Regions from separate parts of the Mus musculus genome. Here region 2 is linked to region 1. The links are chromatin contacts, called in public Hi-C maps. All regions are on one chromosome and are shown on one strand. The core of a region is the stretch at or near the end of the contact, and the rest is flanking DNA. Distances in the headings are between cores, read along the strand shown.

What was found. Hi-C and Micro-C count contacts between places; a contact is called where the count stands out from the background.
Region 2: a contact with region 1 is called in a Hi-C map of uterus, with 5 times the contacts expected there. The contact joins two enhancer-like sites. A contact is called at or near these places in 1 of 15 datasets of contacts at CTCF or cohesin (the NIH/3T3 cell line), 5 of 484 Hi-C or Micro-C datasets (the G1E-ER4 cell line, embryonic fibroblasts, nephron progenitors and 1 more) and 1 of 115 datasets of contacts at active chromatin or transcription factors (double positive thymocytes).

What each region holds. Positions count from the first base shown.
Region 1 is chr1:91,575,271-91,582,542 of GRCm38.p6, forward strand. No RefSeq gene overlaps it. Among named protein-coding and RNA genes, the nearest start is that of Gm28380, 32 kb to the right of the region's middle. Within about 2 kb of position 2,786, at least 25 of the 459 cell types and tissues checked have an H3K27ac peak or open chromatin away from gene starts, as enhancers often do. A contact at or near this core is called in uterus, where this site is marked.
Region 2 is chr1:91,712,794-91,719,757 of GRCm38.p6, forward strand. No RefSeq gene overlaps it. Among named protein-coding and RNA genes, the nearest start is that of Twist2, 85 kb to the right of the region's middle. Within about 2 kb of position 1,713, at least 13 of the 459 cell types and tissues checked have an H3K27ac peak or open chromatin away from gene starts, as enhancers often do. A contact at or near this core is called in uterus, where this site is marked.

The DNA of each region.
Region 1 (7,272 bases), core at 1,536-4,035:
TCATGCTCTCTTCCTACCCTATGTGAGCATAGTGACCCCCCGATCGAGAATCTGGAAGCTTCTTAGTGCCTACTGTAGGTGTGGACCTAGCTCCCAGGTCTGTGTTCTCACATCTGGTTCCTAGAACTTCTACCAAACGCACCTCACTCCTGACTCCCACCTCAGCCTCCTGGAGCAGGGATGATAATGTGTCCCCCCTTCCTGTTTCCAACAGCCCAGGGCTTCCTTGCTTCTCAGAGCTTTGTGTCTCTGTCTTGTAAATAGAAATGTTGGCATGGCTCTCTCTCTCTCTCTCTCCTCAGACTCCCTGTTGCTGTGGACTGAACCCTGTTCGTTGAAATCTTGGAAGTGCTGTCCGTCAGTGTGTCTGGATTTGGAGATGGGCCCCGAGGGAGTTGAGGAAGCTAAGTGAGATCATTAGGGTGGACCCTGATCCACCGGGCTGGTGACGTAAGAAAAGGAAGAGACACCAGCGGAGAAGCTGGGTGAGGGCAGAATGGGAGTCAACCGCTGAAGCCAGATGATTGCTCTCACAGGTGGCTGGCCGCATGGCATGATGGTCTTGCACTTCCAGCCCCCAGAGCTGTGAGAGAATAGATTCACATTGCACCATTTGCTGAGTGTGAGGGTATGTTGTTAGGGAAGCCTGGACTGCCACCTCTCACTGAGCACTGACCCCACCCTGAGAGAGTTCCTTCTGCTACCCACTTTACCCTATACTGGGGAGACCACACATGCTTCCCCGGTTTATTTTTTTATTAAGAACATGGCTTTGGTTCATGTATGCCAGGTCAGCTCTCTACCAGTAAGCTACACCACCAACCCTCTTTATTAGGCTCAGGGTCTCACTTAGTTATCATGCTGTAGGCAAATCCATGGTAGCACTTGGCTCAGCCCAGTGTAGCCTTGGGCTATATTAGAAAGCAAGCTGAGCAGGCTGTAGAAGGCAGGTCAGTAAAGGGTGTTCCTCTATGGCTTCTGCTTCAGTGTCTGCCCTGAGTTCCTGTCTTGGTTCCCCTAATGAAGGACTGTGATCCAGACATGGAAGCCAAATGGACCCTTTGCTCCCCAGGGAGTGTATGTGTGTGTATACACATGCATACATACATTTATGTGTATACATACACACATATGTACATATGTGCATGTATATGTATATTTACATAGACATGCACATATGTACATATGTATATGTATATATGTATTTATATTTCATATTTAGCATGTATACATCATAGCCCTCTAATCCATATACCCCATACCCTCTACACTCTACCCCCACAATCATGCACACTACAAACATTCATCAAGTCCCATATCCTCCCCAATCCATATCATATGTGCCATATACACAATGTTCTCCATACTCTTGACAGTTTCCCTTACATACACTTTGCATGCCCTGTATATACACACCATAAGCCACACCAATCTCTCTCTCTCTTTCTCTCTCTCTCTCTCTCTCTCTCACACACACACACATACACACACACACACTGTACATACACATGTGGGATTTATCACAATTACTATACCACACTATACCCACCAAGGTTACTCACTCCTACATCACACATAACATTTACTATAACAATATATACCATATGTACTAAATACAAAACATAGCCCACACACCACATACTATATGCTCTGAATATCCTACAGCTACATATAATGATCACTCCTCACTTATATACCATAAATAGCATAAACAACCCCACAACCCCCATTCCCCAACATATATCACATTTGCTTCTGAAATTACCATATTCTCATACCATATATCACATATATCATATACCACACACCAGTGAATATAAACATCATGTAGCATATATATTCACCCATATTACATATACCATATAACATACTGACTTACTCATACCACACACACCAATTTCACATGCCATATATACCACACACATACCATTCCACACATACTGTATGTGTACTACATACCCTATATGACACACACATTCATTCTATATCACATTACATATATCACACATCTTGTATAACCCACATACACACACCCTACACCACACTCTCATTTGTCCAACTCCTTACACAAGCATACCCAAACCTATGTGTATATTCCCGAACGTTGTTTTCATTGCTAGAATCTTGGGTATGGGGACTGGGGATGGAGCCTGGTCTCCTACACCTCCCTTTCCATGCAGGAGTGCCCATTGCTGAAGGACTCGGTAGGTTCTTATGGTGTGTTGACAGTGTCTTCCAGTGGCTGTGCTGGTGCTAACCTGGGTTACCCATGAGCATGGTAGATGATGCTATCTTAGGGCTGAGTGGGACTTAAATCAGCCTGCTGCCCTGAGGAGAGCAAGGAGATGGTGGGGGTTGGTCTGGAGCTGAGACACAGACACATTTTTTTTCTTTTTTTTTTTTTTTTTTTGTATCTCCAGTGAGTCGGGTAGCAGCTGCATGAAGCTGGTTTGATTGTACAGATGCTGTTGGAGCTGGTAGGGGAGGCAGTGTGTCCTGTCCTTCTGGACAGACAATGGAAGTGTCTTGCTGGGGTTTGTTGTTTGCTCTGCAGAGTAGGGATGCTCAGTCACACACCGGATGGACTCTGACTCTCTTGGATTCTAATGTTCTGGGGCCTGTGGACCTCAAGGGACGCCTAATCCTCATAATAGAGGTGACCTTTGGATACTAGGATTTTTCCAGAACAACATAGAAAGTTGGACTTGAGGGAGGGTGGACAGATGGTGGCCTGTATAAAGGCCTGTGGTTTGTGGCTCACGTTTAGTGATATCATCCTGGATAAGGTCTGAGTCAGCTTTTAGCTGGCACAGGTTCCTAAACACTGCTCAGTGGGCCAGGGCCTCCTTCCCATGATGCCCCACATCCCACAAAAGACTTTCCAAAAGTTGCCTCTCATTAGCCTCACCTTTGGCCTACATGGCTGAGGCTGGGGGTGGGGTTCACATTCTTACAAAGTGTTTAGAATTGTTCAAAAGTGGGAGAGGCCGCCCTTTGATCACAGTCTGAGTGGATATTGCGCTCTGGCCATCATCATTCTGACAAACTTCCTCCCCTCCCAAGCCTCCCTCCCCGCCCCACTCAGAAAGGCCCGGAGCTGGGCTGGAGTGACCTGGACTGTGGGTCCTCCTGCACCCTGCAAGGTCGGCTCACCATGGCAGTCAGCAGCTATTTTCATGGCCTCCCTTCCTGTAGGGCCTGTTCCCCAGAGGGAGTCTGTGGGCCTCCTCTCAATAAAAACTCACCAAGGACTTAGACATAAGGAATCCTTCTACTGCAGGGCTGATTTCCCCCTTATCCCCCCCGCCAAGGCCTGATCCAGCCCTGAGAATTCTAAAAGCTGGGGCCCTGGATTGTTCTGATTCCACAGAGCCAGTGTCGCTGTGGGGCCAGCAGGGGCTGTGGATAGAGGACAGAAGAGATGAGAACTGCTTTGAGGACAACTGTTGGTTGCAAGGAGGCCCTTCCCCCGCTTCACATCCTGGTTCATACTGTTGGGAGAGAGTAGAATTCTCTAAATGTCTTCAACCCATACACTTGGGGAGACTTTGGGACAGAAAGGAAGTGGTTCAGAGTGGTCCAGCTCTTGTGTTCTGCTCCTACATGGATGCTCGCTAGTACCTTGAATACTTCTACTACCTTGAAGAGGGGAGGCCCAGCCTCAGGACACTTGCCTGCCTGGCACCCTAGCCTCCATAGCTTGACCCTCCTACTACCATTCCTACCCAGGCTTCTTGGATGCTGTGGGCCCCTCCCTGATCATTCCTGCTCTGAAGCCATGTCTGATCTCAGGGATGTTGAGCCCTCTTCTGCTTCATCTTCTGTTTCCAGTCACCTACCCTGACCATACATAAATGGTCTGATGGGTCTGTGTATGCCATTTACTAGAGGCCCTAAGGAGTCCCATGGTTTTGTGGGGACTTCATACCAGAGGTCTGTGGGGTAGAGCCATTTTTCATGGCAGATCTGCTGCCCCGAGGGCCACTCCAAGCCTATCCCGGATGGATCTTTATTCTGTGTCAGGGATGAGCTTGCCTGGCTTGCGGACCTCTGAGTGGAGCTAGAGCCCTCCTTTGTGCCTGCCCACCCTATTTGCTGGGTGAACCACAGGCTCTGGCCTACCACTGAGGTCCACCCAGGAAAAGAGAAGCTCTTTGGATATATTCTAGGCATCATGTACACCTCTTGGAAGTTGGTCTTTGTGTATCATTCTATGTAAGTAAAACCACCACCACCACCACAACAACAACAACAATAAAGCAAATTCAAGGAATTACAAGAGGCTAAACACAAGGATAGAAACAAAAATAGCTCCCTCCAGGCCTATCTGCTAATGGGGCCCCCTGCAGACCAAGATCTGAGCAGTGACAGTCTATATCTGTAGAGTGGACAGAATGAGATTACAGCCCATCGGGTGAGACCAATCATTGGCTAAGAGGTGGGTGGCACTGAGTACTCTGTAGGTGACAAAGGGAGAAGCCAGAGGAAATGCTTCCCCACAAAGAGGGCTCAGCTTTTCCTGGCTTTACAATCTAACTGTGGGGAAAGGGTTTCCAGGAACATCTTTACATTTCAAGGTTTACTGATTTCTGTGTTCTGTCCTGGGTCTCTGTGTTCCCTCTTTCTTGGTCCCCATGTTCAGTTCTTCAGTACCTGTACCTTTGGTGTTGGGTTCCTGAATCCTCGTAAGTGGGCTCCTGTGTTCTCGTGATGGCTCCCTCTGTTCTGTAAATCATGGGATCCTGTAATGTCAGCTAATCCCCAATCCAAACTTCTGGGATTGTAATGGCCCAGGGTCACCGAAGGGTCCATGGAGCTTCAACCCCAGATACCTCAAACATGAGGACGGCAGGAATTTGCTACCTACCTCCTCCCAACCTGATGCTATAAAGCCAACTGTCATCCCTAGAACCTTCATCCCTAGCAGGACTTTATTACCCTGACTGTTATAAGGCTTCCCTCATTGTTTGATTCCCCCAGACCTTACCGCCCCGAGTATGTAGATGTCTCATCTTCCAACATGTCTGCCACACAAACCCTGTCCCAGAGACCCTGTCCACCTCCCCAGGGATATAAATACCCCTTTCTCCCCACCCCCCATAAAGGAACGGGTTCTCCAAAGCCTGCTCCCAGATGTGTTCTTCACTCACCCGAGCCCCATTAAGCTTCCCTCCCTCCAGTCCAGCCTGGTGTATGAGGAGCCTGGCTACTCAGAGGGAGAAGTGGACACAGGTGGTGCCAACCTATCCAGGCTTCTTCTGTGTAACAGGAGGGGTGGGTCCTAGTATGTGAAAAGAAAGACTCTTGTCACAAGGATACCTAGTGGCATTTGTCTCTAAAAAGTGATGATACATTTTGGGCCCGTGGATACCCTCAGTAGACTTACTTATCACGCATGGACAGCAGATCACATACTTCCTGTTTTATCTGAATCTTATCTCACTACCAGAATTATTCCCTCTCTGCCCCATGACTGTGGGTGCAACCTGATTGGCTGCCTCCCACTCCTGTGTCTGGGTCTTCTCTGTTGTGATGGATTATACCTTCAAACAGTGAGCCCAAACACACCATCCCCCCTTCTGTTTCCCTTGTAGTCTCTGTCTCTGCAACAAGGAAAGAACTACAATGTATTCTGTGTTCTTTGTGCACACTCTTTCTCTGGCAAAGTCCGACTTGCTTACTAGCCTCGAAGGGTTCGAGCAGGAGCTGAGCATCCAGCCCCTGATAGAGTTGGCGTGGGTGGGACAGGGTGTGGCAGATGGAGGATCCGATCACTGGTCCAGCCCAATGTCTTCATCCCATGGGCCTTGTAAAGTCCTAGTACTGGGAATGGGAGTGGTCACATCTTCCTTCCCAAGTCCTGTAGAAGATAATGCCCATGACCTGGATGAAGAGGGTCCCCCTAGCCCAAGCTCCCCACAGGCTCCTGGCAGCTCACCTGGGGCAAGAGTCCGAGGCAGCCTGCAAAGGTGAGAGCTGTGCATCCTCCTGAGGCCAGACCTGTTGAATGGGCTGTTTGTGTTTTATGAACAGTCCAGGACTGCAGGAATGTAGCCCAGCCCACAATGGGTAAGAAGGAGCTGGAGTTGAGAAGTCCTAATAAAACAACCTTCCCAGGAGGGGAGCCTTCCCATGAATCACATTGAAGGTGATAACAACCCTTTTGGCAAATGCATTTTCTCTCCCTGGAGTCTAACTATGAGTAGAACACAAAGGGCTCTGTGACAGCAAAGCTGCCTGCCAAGTGGATGCTGTCAGGGTCCTTTAAGCGATTTTTATTCCAGGCTGGTTCTGGCCAGGAGTTTAGAGGATGCTGATGGTGGGTGAAGTGCCTTGAGTCTGATTGTGGGTAACAGACATGAGTATCTATCGGTGTCTCAGTCAGAGCAAAGAAAGTTAGAACACCTTGCTATTAATCTTACTTTTTTGTTTCTTTGTGCTTCCCATGTGTGTGCAGGTGCATGGTTTTGTGTGCATGTGTGTGTGTGTGTGTATGTGTGTGTAGGTCAGTTCATTCATTCATTCATTCATTCATCTTTTCTTTTCTTTAGTGACAGGATCCTTTCATTAGCCTGGAACTGGCCAGGTAGGCTGCCTGGCCAGCAAGCCCTAGGGATGCTCATGTCTGTTTCCTAGTGCTAGGATTACGGCACCACCACCACACCCACCAGGCATTTCTAGTGCTTTTACTCGGATACTGGGCCATCAGATTCTGGTCCTTGTGCTGGGAGGCAAGCATGTTGCCCACATCTCCCCAGGTTCAAGCCAACTCTTTCTGTTGCTGCTTTGCTTTGCTTACTGACCAGGAAGATGGGGGACACTGTGCACAACACCATATAAATGGGGCGCTGAGGGAGTGCGTTTCTGCCCTGTTTACACCACCCTTCCAAGCTTGAGCTGTGATATGTATGGATCCATCATTGAGGCTTCTGGCCACAGGCTGCCTGTGAGTCAGAACAGTGGAAATGAACGAAAGCAGTGTTCATGCTACATCTCAGTTGGTAGACTGCTTACCCTGAACTCACAAAGCCCTAGCTTCCATCCCCAGAGCTCCATACACTGGATGTGGTTTTATAATTCAGGAACCCAGGAAGAGGAGGTTGGTCTCAACTACGCGATCTGAGGTCAGCCTGGGTTACAATGAAAAAAAAAGAGAGAGAAAGGAAGGAAGGAAGGAAGGAAGGAAGGAAGGAAGGAAGAAAGCAAGAGGGGAGGGAAGGAAAGCGCCTGATTTGAGTTTTAGAGGCAGCCAGGGTGACCTTGTCAGGAGTG
Region 2 (6,964 bases), core at 463-2,962, 140 kb after region 1:
GCTCAACTAGATCAGGGGTAGGGAGGGTGGGGGTGTCTGGGGGAGGGTACCTCTGAGTGATCAATGGATTAATCCCTTGATGGAGTCACAATGCTGGTGTCATTGAGAAGTGGTCTTAGTAGAGGTGGGACCTAACTGAAGGAAGTGCTTTACAGTGAATGAGCCCTTGGGTGAGATAACGACACATCCAAGAGGCTGGTGGAAATGAGGACGTTTTTAATGTACCAGCATAGAGAAGAGGCAGAGATGAGTGGCATGTTGCATTGGTGCAAAACAGTGGTTTTTAAATTCCTAACTATAAGAAATCACAGCCCTCCTTTTCTTAAGGGCCAGGATTCTACTAGCCCCGCCCCCTTTTCAAATCCCGCGTCCGATTGATTTAGGCTCCAAACCTTACATATGTAGTCATTTGGGACTTGAGAGTGATCAGTCACCTAGCAGACTGCCTGATGAACTCTTCAGAGGGGACATAGTATCCATGACTCCTTCCTGTCTTGCTCTCTGTTTTCTGGTTGCCATGGAGTGAGCCCCAGCCTCTGTAACACATCCCCACCGTAGTGTTGTTCTGCCCAAGCACACGGGCTGAGTGGCCACAGTCTGAGCCCTGCGGCACTGTGAGCAATGTAAGACACTTCTGCCCTAGAGATGGGATAGAACGCAGTGAGTTCTGGGCAGAAGCTGCGATCATCGAGTTTAGCTAGCCACTCTTTTTAAAGAATCGAATGCTTAAATTCCCCTGCCCCCCAACACTCCCTGTCACAAGGGTTTCATCAATCAGGCAGCTACAAGCATTTTTGTCATTTCCTGTGTCATTTTCCCCCCTTTGATCCAAAAGTTATTTATATTCATTTTCCTTTGATTTTCAAATATTTGGGGGGGGGGAATGACATTATTAGTGTGTGGCTGACTTTCATTTTGGTTGGAAGACACCTTACCTAGAATTCCAATGCCTTTAAATATATTGAGACCTATTTGACAGCATTAGTATACATTTTATTTAGTGAATCTCCCGTGCACTTAAACATGGTATAAATATCAGTCATGTTAAGTGAGCTGACATGACTTTAATGTCATCAGAAGATTTTCTGTCCTTTTTTCCCACTGTTACTGACAGAATGGTATTGAAGAGGCCAACAATGGATTTCTTTCTTTCTTTTTTTTTTTTAAACTGATTTTATCTTCTTTGCTTTGTGCATTTTGAAGTACTATTATTAAAGGGCTATGCATGTAGGCTTTTGCAGCTTTTAGCTCTCAGAAATGGATATGGTCTCTCATTTGGCTACTGTTTCCTTATCATACTATGTTTGTTGGGAAAATATACCAACTAGGTGGTGGGGAACACTGCAGACAGGATGGGCACAGAGTTACATAGGCAGTACTTGGGGTGTGAGGGAAGAAATGGGGGTGTGCCAAGCTCTGCCCTGAAAGATCTGTTCATCTTCTCCATCCCTCCCTCATGTCTTTTCTTCTCTCACTGAAGGCAGACAAACAGGCTGGAAGGCACTGGAGGAGGCTGCCATCAGGGCGTGACTTAGGACCTTGTAGCAGGAGGAGTTACATTTGGACACAGGGCTCAGCCTTGAGGTGTGGATCCAGGAGCCCTTGACCGCAAGGACTGTTATGGCGTGGATGTGAAATGCTCTTTGAACACATGAGCCTGCATTTGAACATTTGGTCTCCAGCCAGTGGCGCTGTTTCAGGACGTTATTGAAGCTTTGGGAGACAGGGAGGGCCTGGCTAGCAGATGTGGGTCATATGGGGTGGATCCTTTGTAGTTGAAGTTACACTATGGTCCCTTGGTATCCTAGCCTAACTGCTTTTTCTGCCATCAGAATGCAAGGGAACCTTGCTAGGCACGCCTACCACCCTGCACGCCACCAAGTCTTTCCTGTCGTGATGAACTAAGGGTACGAGCCAAAAATAAATCCTTCTTCTGTCAAGTTCTTCTATCAGATATTCTGTCACGACAAAGGGGAAAGTAACATAAGCTGCCAGGGACTGCACTGGAGAGCACTACGGCCAAAACCAGTGGGCCTGCCTCCCTCACACCTCAGCCCTGGCCTGGGCCACTTTGGTAAAGAGAGCAGCTCACTCAGCCAATTCCAAGAGTCAGGTTGGAAGCCTCGGTGTTTGGTTTGTTTTTTTTTTCTTTTGTTTTGTTTTGTTTTTCTTCTTCTTTCTCCCTGCTCCACCCGCCAAGTTCAGGGTGTTTCTGGAACACTGAAGAATGCAGATAAGAGGTTAAGCGCCTCCCTAGAGGGAGATGATGGAGATTTCTGGGCTCAGTGAAGTCCCAGCAGTGTGGGGAGATGCTACACCGATGCCCAGTCCTGCAAGGAGGATGGGGGTGAGCTGCCTTGCCCTTTACTCTTTAGGCAAAGGGTGACCACAAGTAAGGTTGTAAGATTGGATGCAACCCGGAATCATTTCTGGGCAGAACCAACCTCACTTCCAGCCCCATACAGTTCTGTGTGGGGCACCTCTCCCCTCTGCCTGGGCCTTGCCTGCTTTTCCACAGTGTTTTAGAAAAGCAAGACTTCGGCAAATGTAAGTGTTCGGCAGATGTAAGTTTTCAATGGGGTGACCTAGGTCCAAGTGTGCCAGAAATGCCAGAAAAGCCATGGCAAAACTTAATGCAGTCATGTTGGTACCACTCCAAATGGGATTTATCTCACACTCATCAGAACTCGGATGAAGTCAGGAAAGCAAGCTCCCGTCTTCCCTCACTCTGGTTCCTCCATTGGTCCGGGACTTGGGTTCTGTTGCTCTCTGCAGCTTCTTGGCCCTAGCTTCCTTTGCATTCTATTTTTGTGTGATCATTAGCATTCCTTCCCTCCCTAAACTTTTATAATGTTCAAGTCAGCCTTTTATATCCTTCCCAGAAGGGCTGAGATCTCGTGAGTTCCTGCTGTAAACAATGACTGCCTGGCCTTAATGCCGAACACGTTCAAGTATCTTTAAAAAGCCAGGCTCCTCGGTGGGTGCAGCGTGGACAGTTTGAAGACTCAGTAAAGAGGCTGGGGTGCACACAGATAACTCAGTGCTTCCCATAGCCACAAGCCCAGCTGCTGTCTCTTATGCCACAGAAGCCTGCAGGACAGAAATGTCACCCTGGCCTTAGCTTGACCAGTGGATCAGAGCCTCCATGCTACTTAGCCCAGAGATCCCGGGCATCTGGCCACATCTGTTCTGCTTCCGCTTTGACCTCTTGACTGTGGGTCTTCTTCATGGGATCAGTTTGAGGGCCAAGAGTCCTAATGAGCAGAAAGTGCAGGTCTGTTGCATGCTCAGTGCCTGAGTCAGGTCTTAGAGATACAGAGATGGGACCTGTGATCCCTCACCAGTATGTCACCTAGCTCAGAGTTCTTATCAGGGCAATGTGCAGTTTCTGGGAAACTGGCTAACGTCTAGAGATAGTTTTGGCTGCTGTGATTTGGGATGTGTGTGTGTGAGTGTGTGTGTGTGTGTGTGTGTGTGTGTAGATACACAAGCGTTGGTTGATAGGAACCAAGGATGTTGCTATTCTGTATACAGAATAGCCCCTAACAAGAGTGCATCTGGCCCCAAAGCTCAGGAGAACTAAGATGCAGCAGCCCAGGTCTGGCTGTAAAGCTGCCTAAACTAACAGCCTGCTGAAAATCGACAGTGAGGGTTTCAGTAATGGGCAGATCCAGGTGCCAAGGGACCTGCCTAGGTCACTGAGGTCTACCGGTTATGGCTCCTTTAAGAATACCCATTCTTATTTGTCAGGGGTGCCTTCATGGAACTTAGCCTCTCTTAGTTCACAGTAGGACTCCTACTCAAACAGCATTGCTAGTCAAGCATTGCCCATCAAGGAACATCTACCAAAAAGCTCACATTTCAAAGCAGGCACCATGCTGGTACAATACCCCTTCAGGATGAAGCCTAGGAGCGCCTCACTCATCCATGACTCTTACTCAGGTCTGCCTCAGCCATGACGAGCTAGAAGAGTTCCTGAAGCCCTTTGTAGAGCCCCAGGCTCTACAGAGACATCTACATGCCTTGGTGAAAAGCCAGTTGCAAGAGCCAAGCGAGGGCTCTAACATAGGCCATTTGCTCTTGGTGTGGCATTTGCATAGCAGGAACCAACTTCTCTGAGCACTATTGTTCTCAGAGTGCTGGTTTCTCAAGGCAGGGTTAGCATCACCTTAGACCCTGGCTGAATCAGAAACCCTGGCAGGACACCTAGCAGCTCATGCTATCTATGACTGCCCCCACCCCAGGTGACTCTGATAGAGAGTGGACTTGGACCACCTGGGGGAAAGCAAGACCCATATGTAGAGACACTTGAATCCCATCAGTGCTTACTCTGGGCAAAAGCAAGCAGGGTCCTAGACAACACACTCACCTTGCAGGTGTCTCTGAGGCCTTCACAGCCAGCGGAGTGGTGAGCAGAGGCAAGAAGGCAGATCAGCTCAACAGGACGCAGCAGCCAGTGTGGCTCAAGCTCTGGGAGTTTGATTCCCAGTGGATTATTTAGGCATATTTAAGCAGAGCATAATTCAGTGAACATCATTCTTGTGATGGTTAGCTCAGTCCTGCATGTACAACAAAGCAAACCGAAATCTCCTGGAGGAACAGAGTATGTAAGCTACATACAGGCCAGACACTGAAACTCTTTGTAAAGTCCATAAAGACAGGCTGGAGAGCTTGACTGAGAAAAACAAATTTGTGGTAAGGATCCAGAGGAGTGCTAGAAATGTCCCTAGCCACACAGGTAGTGCAAAGGTCACCAGGTTAGGAAGGACATACATATAGCTCAGCCTTCTGGGGGGATAACAGGTGTTCCGTTACTTCCCTTGAAGGAACAACCTGTGTGCCTAACATTGCCGGCTCCCCTAGTGTGTGTCTGTACACACAGTGACCTCCGTGCCCTGTGTCACCTCCTCACATGCACCAAAGCCTTGGTTGCCTTTTTACAGGATTTTCTACAGATAAACTGTGTGGCAATGGTGCTCCTGAAAGTTACCTTCAGCCCTGTTGCTGAGACTGTAAGTTCAAGAAATTCATTACAGCTTTGATTAAAAAAAACAACTAAAACCACACACACACACACACACACACACACACACACACATTCAAACAAACAAACAAGCTCCCAAACCTTTGAATTACTGCAGTCTGCTAGGAGGAAACATGGACAAATGAATCCAATAGGTTAAAAAAGGAGGCCCCTGAAATGATGGGACTTCATTGGAAACGCAGTGAAATGCACCAGAAGCAAACACCATGGGATTAGACACCCGAGCTTCATCTCCACCAGGGATGCGGGATAGGGATGTTGCTAAGCACTGTGTCGTCGCATGAAGGACAGCACTCAGTACCAAAGCCCATCAGGCCCCCGAGGTCAGAGCTGAGACTGGCTGTGACCTGGTCTGGCTGTGAGGCTTCCCAGGCTAAGTGCTGTTGAAATCACCATGAAGATTTACAAATACTCCTCATTCTCAGATAAGATAGCTCTGTCCGTGAAGTGCTGGGCCACAAAATCACAAGGACCTAAGTTAGAGCCCAAGACCGTGTGGGAAAATGCCAAGTACATCCTTGCCCGAGTTAGGTTTCTATTGCTGTAATAAATACCATGACCAAAGCATCTTGGGGGAGGAGAGGGCTTATTTGATCTTACACATCTTGATCACAGGCCATCACTGAGGGAAGCACAGGCAGGAACCTAGAGACAGGAGGTGATGCAGAAGCCATGGAGGAGTTCTGCTTACTGGCTTGCTCAGCCTGCTTTTTTTTTTTTTTTTTTTAATACAACCCAGGACCACATGCCTAAGGGTGGCACCACTCACAGTGGAGTGGGTCCTTCCATATTAATCATTGATCAAGAAAATGTCCCCATAGGTGTGCCTGCCAATCTGATAGAGGCATTTATCAAATGAAATTCCCTCTTCTCAGATGACCCTGGCCTATGTTGAGTTGACAAAAAAAACCTAACCAACATAGGCAATGTGCATTTATAGTTTCAGGATCAGAGAGGCAGAGGTAGGCGGATACAGGGGACTCACCAGCCAGCCAGTCTAGACTAGTTGGTGAGAACCAGGCCAATGAAAGACCCTGTCAAGACAGTGTGCCTGAGGATGGCACCCCAGCTTATCTTGTCTTCTGGTTCCTACATGAATACATACACACCCACTCACTCACACACACACACACTCACACACACACACACACACACTCACACACACACACACACACTCACACACACACTCACTCACACTCACACACACTCACACACACACACTCACTCACACACACACACACTCACTCACACACACACACTCACTCACACTCTCACACACACTCACACACACACACACTCACTCACACACACACACACTCACACACACACACACACACACTCACACACACACGCACACTGACACACACACACACACTCACACACACTCACATGCATACACATACACAAATACATTTAAAGTTCTCTTTAGACTTCATCCTCAGCACATGTGTTACTTAGAATTATGTTTGGTTTTCAGATATTTTGGCATCTTCCAACTTTGCAATTTTTTAAACCTCTAGTGTAATTTCTCCACCATTGCAAAAACCCACGGCCTACATGATTTTCATTGTTTCGCCTTTTCTAAGGTGCACTAATTTATGTCTCAGAATGTGGTCTACCATGATGGAGGCTCTGGGCCAGAGGCATGTGTATGTGGTGTGGTTGAGTGAGGTGGTCTATAAACTTCAGGAGGCCCCGTCGATCAATGCTCAATCCAGGAACAGTTGAATTACAGCTCTGTTCCACTATAATTTTCATGTGAGGCTCTGCTTTAATCTGGCTGGAAGCTGACCTGTTTCATAGTGCGGTAACGAGATGCTCCTCCCACTTTGCACAGGTTCTCATGTGGACATGTGTTTTCATTTTTCCTGAGTCTACACCTTGCGGTGACTTTCTGGTAGCCTCTGTGTAATCATTTGA